2 separate regions of the Mus musculus genome follow, and region 2 is linked to region 1. The links are chromatin contacts, called in public promoter capture Hi-C maps. All regions are on one chromosome and are shown on one strand. Each heading gives the region's core, a stretch centred on a gene start, on an enhancer-like site or on the middle of the called end of the contact. The rest is flanking DNA. Distances are from core to core; before and after follow the strand shown.

The links. Capture Hi-C pulls out chosen DNA fragments and counts their contacts.
Region 2: a contact with region 1 is called in a promoter capture Hi-C map of adipose tissue. The contact joins the promoter of Ddi1 here to the promoter of Pdgfd in region 1. A contact is called at or near these places in 4 of 484 Hi-C or Micro-C datasets (granulosa cells and uterus), 1 of 115 datasets of contacts at active chromatin or transcription factors (astrocytes) and 1 of 9 other capture datasets (adipose tissue).

The regions. Positions count from the first base shown.
Region 1 is chr9:6,165,981-6,172,412 of GRCm38.p6, reverse strand. It overlaps Pdgfd (platelet-derived growth factor, D polypeptide), which reads right to left and starts at 3,927. Exons shown (of 7, transcript NM_027924.3): 1 at 3,495-3,927. The coding sequence starts at 3,618.
Region 2 is chr9:6,264,013-6,270,444 of GRCm38.p6, reverse strand. Ddi1 (DNA-damage inducible 1) reads left to right here and starts at 3,898. Exons shown (of 1, transcript NM_027942.1): 1 at 3,898-5,417. The coding sequence starts at 4,078. The coding sequence ends at 5,304. The region is part of intron 1 of Pdgfd (platelet-derived growth factor, D polypeptide); the gene reads right to left.

The sequences.
Region 1 (6,432 bases), core at 2,678-5,177:
CTTCAAATAATGGCTTCCACATGCATGCCCAAACCCACTCAGGGTTTGCAGTGACTACTCACCACGTCGTCTAATGACTAAGCTAATGTTGATCAGATCTGTTTTCTGCCTTTCTCCTGAGCATATTTCTCAAGCATATGCGCCCCAGACTTATATGGTATCTTCATCTGAGAGTCAAAATAGCAAAATAACACCTTCCTTCCTTAATGAGTCCCGAGGGAAACTGAGGAAAGCAAACTGAAAATGTGTGCAGTCTGAGCAAGGATGTGATGTAATAAATTAAACTTTCTCTCTGATATGCATTAGGATTTTCAGTGGTGTTTCGACCTCTCCAAAGACCATTCGAAGCAGCCCATGAAGATTCCAACACATCATCGGAAGCCATTTCTATCAGGTGCCTGGCCTTCCCTTATGATTCCTTTATTGAATCCAGCACTGGGCAGTCAAGCCCAGCTAGAAAGAATGTACAAAGGCTGTCTCAGAAACACTCTCTGGCTGTCACTCAACACTTTATCCTCCATTAACACCAAGATACCCTCAAAGAATATTGTTAGGCTTCTTTCTCTCAATCATTCTCTTGCCCTGACACTTTAAATTACTGAATCATCTCTTCACAGATAACGAAACTACATTGTTTGGGAAAACACACATTACTGTAACACTATCTTTCAACTTCCATCCCTTTCAACCAATCTCACTCCTTTTAACCATCTTTCTCAGAAACTATTTTGAATGTCAGTATTATCTTAAATAAGTATGTCTGGGTTTCCTATTTTCCGGTCAGTTTTAAAGGTAAGATTGTTAAAGAGTTAAAGAGAAAAATATTAAGTGTGTGTGTATGTGTGTGCGTGTGTGTGTGTGTGTGTATGTGTGTGTATGCGCGTAGGAGTATCTGTGAAACAGCTTCAGCTAAAATATGAAGAAATCAAGAGACATTATCAGCTTTTTGAGAAGTACATATGTAGACTAGATAGAAAAACAGAGATTTAATAAAGAAAATTAAAATCTGAGTGTGCTTTCCAACAAAAGAAAGAGGAGCACGGAAAATTTCTGAGCTGTCTTACTGGATTTGGGTCAGATTCTTGGGTTAATAAGCAATGACGGCATGCTTTTCATTTTTGTCCTTGAATTCTTGTAACGAATACTTGGGAGGGTTACCAATTATGGCTCTGAAATCATGCATCAACATGGTGTTTAACTCTATGAAGCCAAAAAGGCAAAGCTGAAAACTCAAAGATCTGTGCATACTAGTGTGGGGAATTGCTGGCTGGTCTCCAGGTCGAGCTAAGGTCTGAACTCCGATGGTCATAATTCACCTACATGACACGGTAAGCGTTCCCTCATGCTCCTGGAACTCCGGCCCCTGCGTAAGGTACCACCTCCCACAGCCCCCACAAGAGAAGCATGGTCAGTAGTCATGCGAGCAATGGCCCAAGCTTCTGAGCTTCAGGCTAAACTCCTCCCCAGTTACCTAGCAACAGTGAAGACCATAAAAAGGGGTGCTCAGCCCACACCTCAGTCTCTTATTCCTTTTTCCTCTCACCTCTCTCATTTCTCACTTCTTTCTCCTCTTTTTCTTTCTTCTCCTCTCTTACGTTCTCTCTTCTTCTCTCTAGTCCTCTCTCTCTCTCTCTCTCTCTCTCTCTCTCTCTCTCTCTCTCTCTCTCTCTCTCTCTCTCTCTCTCTCCTTTCTACCTTCTCTCTTTCCCCAGCATTTCTATAATAAAGCTCTAAAACCATAGAGTCTCCGTTCTGCTCCTTCAAGTTCTGCTGCACACTCTGGTCAGTGTTGGGAACTTCTTCCCTCTTCCCTCTCTCCCAAAACCCTGGTGTCTTTAGCAAAGTTGCTACAGGGGGGGGCGGGGGGGCAGGCAGGGCTGCCCCTTGGCCACCCCCTGAAGAGTGGGATAGAGGAATGCCCACCCAGGGATGAGTGGATAGGGTAGATAGCAGCCCTCCCATGCCTGACTGACCAGAGAATAGGGAAACTCTGGCGGGGTGTGGGCATCTTTTTCCTTCCGTTCTTCCCCAGGACCCCAGTGCTCCCCACCCTTTTTTTAAATTTTGTTCCCAACATACTGAAGACAATATCCAGGAAAACCAACTGCAAATGTGCACTGTACACTGACACTCAACCTTGTTTAGCCTTTAAAATTGAGAGCAAAATCTCTGTACTTTAATTGGGAGGGGGGTCACCCAAAACATACCATCACAATATTTTACAAAAACACTGCTATCCAGTAGGGATTTGAGTTCATAGGCCACACACCTCAACACTTTGGATAACTTGGAGACACTGCACTTTGTTCTACATTCTACCTGTCATCAGAAAGCAATTTCCAAGAGCCTTTTAAGGAAGTCTGAATTTAGAACATATTCAAGAAAGACACTGATTAGTGACTAAGGTGGCTACTATCATGTTACCAAGATGGTTAAATGTTTCTAGTTCAATCAAGCCACTAAGAACAACTCAATGATTTCCTTGATGGGAGGAGCAAGTGGAGTGATATGGAAGCAAGTGGAGGCTCTGGGTACTTTAACCAAGTAAGAGAATGAGCTTCATGTAGGATAACAAAAGCCAAAAATGTCTTGGGATATTACAGGTACCCAACACAAGGACTGTACCTTGCTAGGACCACAGGCTACAGCTGAGGGCCTAAGTTCCAGGAGAAAAGCTCAATGAGGAGTTTCTAGGACCTATTTTTCCCATGTATCTTGCACAGGACAGGAAAACAAGCATGCTTACTCAGTACCTTTCTTAGGACAGCCATTTCAGGAGCTTGGAAAACTTCCGTACAAAGGAAACCAACCAAAGAAGCCAGGTACCTTGTGCTACAAGAACATTCCAGGAACTCTGCCTCCCACACACTTAGTTCCTGACCCTTGTTGAACTCCAAGGGAAAGTCACTTGAGGGACATAAAGGACAACACTGACTTCTTTTGAAAACAAATGATTTATACATGGCCAGTCTGCTGCAAAAATAACCACAGTGTTGAAACGTGTCATCCCTACTCCCCTAACTAAAATAAAAAAATAAATAAGAATTACATTATCCAGTAAAGGCCATTGGACTCCACCGCCCACCACAATGCCAAGATGAGCACAGCCTGCAGCTTTCAAAGCCTGGAAGGAGACACCCACATCCTGGTGTCAACTACTCCAGGACACACACCTACTGATATGATTCTAAGTTGCAGGGAGAAAGCCACTTGACCCCACCCCCCAGTGTACTCCAGCACTTCCCCCAGTGGCCTCCAGGACACTTCAAAACACTCTCTAGTAGTTATAGAATGAGGGGCAATTTTAGCGGGGGGTGGGGGGGGTGGGGAAGGGTGAGGAGCAGGCAGGAGAATCCTTTCCAGAGAATGCCTTCTGAGTTCATTTGAAAAATTCAAAATCGGAGGAGGTGGGGTCTGGTGAATGACCCAAAGAACCTTGACAATAGCAAATGTGACCTTTTCAATGCTGAACACAAATCAAATGAATCGCTTACCATCTCTCCTGAGGTTGGCATTGCGCAAAGCTTTGATGGATGCTCTCTGCGGAGTCGCAAAAGTGTCCGGATAGCAGCTAAAGTTCGCGCACAGGAGAATGGAGACTAAAACGAGCCGTTGCATTTGGGCTCAGCGACCTAGGGATCGCGTTGCTCCAAAAGTAAATAAATAAAGCCCAAAGGGTTGAGTCGGCGGATTTCTACTGCACAGTCCCTCGCCTTCACCGCCTGTGTTGTCCCGGCCGCCCAGTTACTGGCGCTGCTCTCCCAAAACTTCCTGTAAGCTAAACTTTCCAAGCGCGTGTGTGTGCCGCATTTCCTTGTAGCTCTGACTTGATCAATAGGAGCTGGGCAAACAACAGGTTGACGTGGATTCGCCCCCCTCCGGTGGACAGCGGCTGCAGCACAGGCTGCAGGGAGCCGGCGTCACAGCGTCTGGCTCTTCTGCGGAAGGGAGGCTGTGTAGTTGTTGGGCAGTGCGGCTGGGAACAGGGATCCTGGAGTCCTGGCTCACAGTCCCAGCCAAAATAGCTCTGTCACTGAGCATGAGTTTGAAGGTGGTCCAGACCCTTCCCGTCTCCCAGGGTTTTATAGAAACTGGCCAGGAGTAGGGCACAAAGTGGTCAGGAGGAGTGAAAGGAGGATAGAACTTATCTAGAGGTGAGTGGTCAAATCCTCTGACAGCCCACTAAGTGCTGGCCTTGGTTACTGGAATCTGCTAGGACTATTATACTAGAACTCAAATCAACTGAGCAAGGCTTCACTCCACCTTCCACAGGAAATGCAATCACAAAGAAGCCCATGCTGAGTTTGCCTTGAGGCTCAGTTACCAATTCAGGAAGAGAAGCAGGGACTGTTTGAACACCTTGAGGCAAAGGCAGAAGAGGGCTACAAGGAGAGACTTTGTCTCAAACAACAACAGAAAATGAACACACACATAAATAAATTAGATGGAGTGGTGAATGCCAGTAATCTTGGTGTTTGGAGGTGAAGGCAGGTGGGTCAGCGTTCAAGGCCAACCTAAGCAGTATAGTGAACTCCATTTCAGGCCAGCCTGGGCTACGTGAAGACCCTGTTTAACAAAAAACAAAGCAAAATCCTGTGAATATTGTATGTTTTCTAGATTTTAAATATGTTAATACTATAGAAGAAATGAAGGAGGGATATTTGGCCATAGGTTAAAAAAAAAAAAAAAAAAAAAAAAAAACAGTGGGAGGAAAGAAAGCAAGAAAGCACTGGACCCCAGAAATGCAGTGTCTTTTGGTACAAAACACAAATAGAAATGATTTGTGTGACTGTGGCAAGAATTAGATGAACTAATTTTGTTCTATGATTTTTTTTTGGTAGATGAATCTCAATCAAGCATACATATTTCCTCAGCTGTTCATCAGTGACGTTTGTGATACAAAAGTCCCAACATCTTTAAGGCCTGAAAGTCTAGAGAATAGGACATACATGATATTCATTCATTAGAAGTGGCTGAGAAGGGAGGGGGTTATGACAATACAGACTTTACAAGTTACTCTACCACCCAGCACTGAAGAGGATATACATGTGGGTAACTTCATTTCAGCACTATTTCTGAGTGAGTAAAATGGAATGTAGTGCCCTCTTAGTTCTCGATCAAGTTCATGTAAGACGTTCTTGCTTTATGGATATCACTGTTTTATGGGCTGATGCATAAGAAAGTACATGCTATTGATGTGACCGACAATTGAAAAATTTGAATCCCCTTGAAGAAAAAAAAATCTGTTTATACTGTTTAAGTATATAATCTGCCCTGGAGAAAGACACAGAGAAGCAACATAGAAAGTAGGCTCACAGGCGATGGTACAGTCAGCGAAGTACCTGAAGACACACATCACACTTGTGTCACACTTGTGCACACTGTGGTATGCATTTGAAGCTCCAGTGCTGTGTAACGCAAACAGGTAGATCCCCGGATTTCAACTTGTGTAAAGGGAAAGCTCATGATTCAGCCAGAGATACCGGCTCAAAACAAACAATAGAGAAATTCAGTGTTAGCTTTTGGGCTTCACACATATAGCCACCACACAAACTTAAAAATAAGCACAGCTTTGCAGTCCCTGTTGTGATCACAAAAAAGTAAAGAAATATAAGAATATGTTCTATGGGAGTGAGGTGAGATGTAGGGGAAGGAGTGCCTGCTCCTCTCCACAGTTACCTGGCAACAGCCAGGTAGGCCTGGCCCACTCTGAAAGAGGCTGCTTGCCCCCTCCTGGCTCTCTTGCCTCTTTTGTTCTCTTACTCCCGCTTCTCTCTCTTGCCTCTTGCCCCATTCCCTTCCCCACCTCTCATCCTGGTTATGGCCGGCCTCTATTTCTCTGCTCTCTCTTTCTTTATGCCTTTCTCTGCCTCTGTTACCCTCTTAACTCTCCTCCTCATGCCCTAAATAACCTCTATTCCATGCTATATCATTGTGTGGCTGGACTCTCAGGGAGAAGGGATGCCTCAGCATGGGTCCGCTGAGGCACCCCCACCCCCCACATCTCACTATACCCCCTTAGAACATAATCTTATACTACCTTTATCTTTTTATGATCACAACAGTTCCTCATTTATTTATTCAACAAACACTAGATTTACTTTTGTTTCATTCTCTCTTCTAAATATCTTGAAGGTACAATAGCAATGAATTGAGACAAGGTTGTTAATCCCATAAGTGTATAATTTAGTGAGGCAGAGAAATCATAGTAAATGAATGTCTGCATTAGTAAGAGAAGAGGAACAAGAGGTATAAGAGCAGGAGGCTTGCTGACACGTCCAATCCATATTTCAGATGTAGTTGGAAATCTTCATTTAATTTTATACTTAGATTCAACCATGAGGACCTAGGAATAATGAGAAAATGTACAGTGGTTATACAATCATTCCAAGTATCAAAATGTTCGAATTGTCTGTCTCAATCTCATATAAA
Region 2 (6,432 bases), core at 2,649-5,148, 98 kb before region 1:
ATTAGCAACCACATTTTTTTTTTCCAAAATTGCACCGAAACTTTGAAATGATCATTTAACCGCCTATTCAGTCTTGATCTCTCTCTCTCTCTCTCTCTCTCCTCTTCCCTCTCTTTCCCTCTCTCTCTCTATCTGTCTCTTCAGTGTGTGTGTGTGTGTGTGTGTGTGTGTGTGTGTGTGTGTGTAATATCCATGTATGTATGATATATTTGTTTGTGAATGTGTATGTGGCATTTCCATGACCACTTCCAGTGTCAATCCTTGCCCTCCATCTTCTTTGAGATAGGATCTCATGCTGTTTGCCTCAGAGTATATAGGCCAGGCTAGTTAGCCACTAATCTCCAAGGATTCTTTTGTTTCTCCCTCCCAGCTTCTTTTGACATTCCTGGGATTCCAGACAACTGCTACCAGAACAAGCTTTATATTGGTCTTAGGGATCTAAACTCAGGTCCTTACAAGGGAAGAAACTGTTCCTGAGCCATCAGGCAGATTTTTAAGGAAGGTCACTAAACAAAGTAAGCGACTATAAGTACTCATCAGACTTTGATTATTATATATGTGAAACATGAAATTTAATCAAAAATTCTTTTTTTTTTTTCACAAAAAGCCCATAGTTATTTTGCTTTGCAAAGCAACATATATATCCTCCCTTAAGCATCACCTGACTATGGGATCATTAGTGATTTAAGGTTTGTTGTTACTGTTGCACTAAGGCATTGGTTCTCAACTTAGTGGTTCGTAATTTCATGATTCCTTTGGGGTGTTGAAAGACCCTTTCACAATGGTCAGATATCAGATATCCTGTATATCAAATACTTACATTATGATTCACAGCAGTAGCAAAATTGCAGTTCTGAAGTAGTAAGAAAAATAAGTTTATGGTTCAGGGTCACCACAACATGGGGAACTGTATTAAAGGAGAACAGCATTAGAAAGACTGAGAGCCACTGCATTAAGTCTTAACAAGGAGACAATTGTAGAAGCTACTACCATGGTATATTCCAGAAAACAAAATGAAACAAAACAAACAGATTAAACAAACATTCTTTTTTCTTTTTAAATCTACCATGAAATGTTCTCTCTTCCATTTTCTGAGCATTGAGACTGTACAATGAGAATTGATTATCTGGGAGATAGGCACAAGACTGTGCAGAGTTCTCACATTTCAACAATTCAATTATGTTCTTATATCACACTTGCAAAGAAAAATATTCAGGAAATATTTAAAGTATTCCTTGAGAAAAAGCAATAATCTCAGGTTACCTACAAGAGTACACCTGATTAACTCACAGACCATCAATCTACACTTCTATACTGCAGGGATTCATGGCACGTTTGATGTTTGGGAGTGTTTATAATTTCCATGTTTATTACATGATCAGATGATGTTTTTAATTAAAATTTGGGTTAAGAAAATTATACATACAGTATTTGAATCACCAATACTGCTGAGTAAAGCCAGTGAATTAAGCGATATACAAAACAGGAATACCAAATAGCCTGGGGAGTTGTGTTTATCTTTGGAGATTCCAGCTGTTTTGTGAAAAGGGTTTTAAGAGCAGGGTGGGTGTTGGAACCAGATGATTCCTGTCAAGTCTGCCTTGCTGTTTGAGTTAGGGGCGATAAGAATTAATTGGCCAGACCTTAAGCCTGTTTGCTTCCTTCTGGGTCAAAGGTAAACAGCAAAGCAAAAATGCTAGAAAAACTAAATAATTAAATCAAGGTAACAGAACAGCTTTTATTAACCTGATTTCTGTTTGGTATCTTGGCAATGGTAACATTAAAGAAGATCTTAGTTTCTTTTAATGTGAACCTTCAACTTTTCCTTTACCAAAACTGAAATAAAAGAACAGTAACACAAAAATACCCTTTATTCTACAACAAAACAAAACAACAATAACAAAACCCTAGTAGTATCTCTATAATTTAATAGAGTTTAATAGACATTAAGGAAATCAAATGACCTGAGGAAATGTTGTGTGGGTAAAGCACTTGGAACACAGCAGTGAGGCCAGAAGTTCAGATTCTGGCAGCCCCCAAAAATGCCAAACAGGTTTAGTTGCCAGCCTGTGATCCCTGCACCTAGAAGTGGAACCTAGGGATTCCAGGACAATCAGATTAGCTGAATCTGGAAGCTTAGTTGCCAGGAATAGACCCTCAATATGTAAGGAGAATTAAATTACTAAGAAGCGCAACTACAAACTTCAGCCACCATGTTCCTGTGTACCCATGCATACACATGCAAAAACAATGATCAAAATGATATTGAATGGTTATATTCAAATGTCTCTTCAAATCTCTGCAAGTAGTAAAAGTTGCTCTAAACAATATTTTTTACCTGAAAAAAAAACGTATTTTTCCTCTACAATTTTGTATATTTCTCCATATTAAAAAGTCCTGTAAATCAGAGCATCTTCCTCCTCCTGATTCGTTTCTCCACTGTCTGTACACACATAACCCCCCCACCCCCATCTCACTAAACCTGTCTCTTTCAGAAAGCTTTTCCTACTCAACAGACTTCACCATTTTCCATGTCTGTTCTCCTACTAGTGATTTCCTTCAGGCTGTTCAGAATTTTACTATGGTTTCTTCTTCATATTTAACATCTGCAGTTTGTGTTTATGCATGTGTCTCTTTTTTAGATTCTAAGTTCCTATAAGAACACAGCATGAATTTCACATCATTTAAGACTATATCCCCAGAACTCAATTAAGGCTTCCTGTTATGCAATCAGTCAACATTCATAATATAAGGATATAGAGTATGGCCACATTGAGATAATTAGAGCATGAAGTGATATAGTCTTTCATCTGAGTCAAACACAACAGAAATAGAAATAAAAGAAATAAAACCCTATTTTTTAGGTTGATGCATGAGCCTCTGCCGGATGGGGCACAGCTGAAAGTCCCTAAATACCAGATACGGTCCAGGTACAGAACTGTGGCTACTTTTTCATTCATAGGTAGACATTTGTCTGCAGATTTTCTACTCTGAGGTAGGTGCTTGTTTGGGTAGTGAGGGTAACTGTGCCCCAGGGTCAGAGAGAGACATATTTAGCTTCTGAGTTGCCATGTACTTTGAACTGCTTTCCTCGGAGGTTACTTTCACTCATCTGGTGAAGGTAACAGCCTCTTCTTACCCAGTGTCCATGGGTTGGTTTAGAGACTGTTTTTCTACTGCACCTTTGTCTTCAACATGACCCACATCAAGCAGTGTCCATCCAATTGAGATCCCCTCTCTTCCTCACTACTCAGTCCTGTGTTTTCCAGGCTTCACCAATATCTCCCTCTCGGCTTCCTGAGACGCTCTCTGGCTGCCCATGTTCTTCCTATGCTGCAGATCCCTCTACTTGTCAATGAAAACAACAGCAGTCACCATATGTCTCGAGTCTCTTTTAATCCTTTCCATCTTCTTCCTACCCCAACTTCCTGTTCTTCTTCCTCTTTCTGTCCTGCCTTTCATTTTGTCTGAAATGCCTAACCTATTCTCACCCCCCAGAAATGTCTGCCTTCTACATTCTGCTTGTAATTTGTTTAGTGCCCACAACCTCTGTGGTATTTATTGGCAGTGCTGAACAACTATCCTTACCCAAACTGGTGTACCTGTGTGTCTTCAAGGGCAGGGACCTGTGTCCTACTGAGGATGCAGCATGGCCCTTGAACTGTGAAAGTTACACTCACTCTTCAGAGACATGAAAAAGGATGTAGAATACAGGCCAACAGGCTAGACATTAACATGTTTAGAAGAAAAATGAGATGTTCTGCATAGCCTGTACTAAGAAGATTTTGAAGAGCCAGCCTTGGAATCCACTGGCTTTGAGCAACTATTTCTATGGAAACAGACATTCTAAGTTCCAAGCAACACATACACATATGAACTTGCTACCTTAAGGCTCCATGGGGCATCAGCTGGCTCTGGGTTTAGGAGGCAGCCCCCACTCTGTCTTGCCTTTCTGCGAGCTGAATGAGTTTCACACAAAGGTGTGAGGGGCAGGCCAAACATCCACCCAAACCAGCACCAATCAGCCAGTGATCCACCAGATGTTTTCTGCCAATGTGGCCTCCCTGAGCATAAACCATGCTGATCACTGTGTATTGTGTGCGTAGGGACCTCACAGAGGTAACCTTTTCCCTCCAGGTCAACCCTGACTTTGAGCTCTCAAACTTCAGAGTCCTCTGTGAGCTTGAGTCTGGTGTGCCTGCTGAGGAGGCCCAGATCGTTTACATGGAACAGCTCCTCACAGATGACCACTGCTCCCTGGGCTCCTATGGACTCAAAGATGGTGACATGGTTGTACTTCTTCAGAAGGATAATGTTGGACTTCGGACTCCAGGAAGGACTCCAAACCATCCTCGAGCAGATTTCACTGGGTCTGGGTCGGCCGTGCCTGGAACATCAAGTTCCCGACACCCGCATCAGCATCAACACCATTATCACCATCATCAACGTATACCATCAACACAGCAAGCCCACGGATTAGCCTCTGGAGAGAATATGACCTTTGCTCAGGAACTCGACAGCCCTGCCCTGATTCGAAGCATGCTGCTTTCCAACCCCCATGATCTGTCCCTGTTGAAGGAACGGAATCCTGCTTTGGCTGAAGCTCTGCTTAGTGGAAACCTTGAGACATTTTCTCAGGTCCTGATGGAGCAGCAGAGAGAAAGGACCTTGAGAGAGCAAGAGATGTTTCGTCTTTACTCTACTAACCCATTTGATCAGGAAACTCAGGCTAGAATAGAAGAAGAAATCCGACAACAGAATATTGAAGAAAATATGAACATAGCTATGGAAGAGGCTCCGGAGAGTTTTGGACAAGTCGCTATGCTCTATATTAACTGCAAAGTGAATGGGCATCCTTTAAAGGCTTTTGTTGACTCTGGTGCCCAGATGACTATCATGAGCCAAGCTTGTGCTGAGAGATGTAATATTATGAGACTGGTAGACCGACGGTGGGGTGGGGTTGCTAAGGGAGTAGGCACACAGAGGATTATGGGCCGCGTTCATCTGGCTCAGATTCAAATTGAAGGTGATTTCTTACAGTGCTCTTTCTCTATACTTGAAGAGCAGCCCATGGATATCCTTCTAGGGCTTGATATGCTCAGGAGGCACCAGTGTTCCATCGACCTAAAGAAAAATGTGCTGGTGATTGGCACTACCGGCTCACAGACTCACTTCCTTCCTGAAGGAGAGTTGCCCTTGTGTGCTAAACTGTTGAGTGGAACTGTACAAGAAGAGTCTTCAGACAGGGAAGTAGGAGGTACTATCAAACACCCTGTCAAGGGTCCTGGACGTAAAAAGCATTGAAGGAGGTCTTACATAATTATGCCACTGCCACAAGGAAACAAAGCCTCAGGCTTCAGGAAATTATAAGACATGAGCTCACTGGCAAAGTCATCATTAAAAACAATTTAGCAACCAACCCTGGCCTTGTGACTGAGTTCACAGATGGGTGATTATGTAAGACATCAGTGATTCATCAGAGTATGTATGTGGGCCCATTTCTTCACTCAGATCACTGAACCCCATCCAGGGGACAGTGCGGAGCTTCAAGTTGGCTTCCCAACAATCTAGGAGAAAGAAAACAAGTCTACCCTGTCAGATTATAGGGTGGCATGTCCAGGCCAAGGTCGATTTATTTTGCCCAAGTCCCTAGAAAAGAAGCCATTTAAATCTTTAAGACTAAAAAGACATGTAAACAAAATGTTTTCACATAAGCAATAGCAACCGTTTTATATTATGCCCCGAATCCCGTGTTTGTCTGTCTGTGTATGTGTCTCTCCCTCAACACAGGGCAGAGATTGAGAAATTTGGATAACTTTCTTAATCTCTTTCCACCTTAGCTTTTGAGACAAGTTCTCGCACAGAACCTGGAACCTTCCCAGTGTTGCTATAGTATAGTTATCTACCAACTTAATCCATCTTTTTCACATGAGTGATAGAGATGAAACCTAGGTCCTTGTGTTCCTGCAAAAGGCATTTTACTAATTGAGCCATACCATCAGCATCCCCTGTATCCCCTCTTTTAGAGACAGGGTCTCATGATTCTAAACCTGGTGTCAGACTTGAGATATGGATAAAGATGTCCTTATATTCCTGATTCTGCTGCTTCCACATACGGAGAGAGTGCTAGGAGTACAAGAAGGGCCTCACACCAAATTTGGTGTTGCTTGACAGCAAACATATGCCTTTGTGTATGGTAGACAAGCATTCCACCAAATAAGTTATACACTTACTCAAATTACTTTCATACTCAAAGATCTGTCTGTTTTCACACTCGGTTTATTTTAGGAAGGGTATGAGCAGTGCTGCAGAGTCTACTTCCTTCTTGGGCTCTCTACTACTCATAAATGCCTGCTCGGGGTAACGTGTTCATCAGGGTTACACTACTTTAATTTTATCTATCCCTAGATTCCCATAAGGTCCTGCTTATAA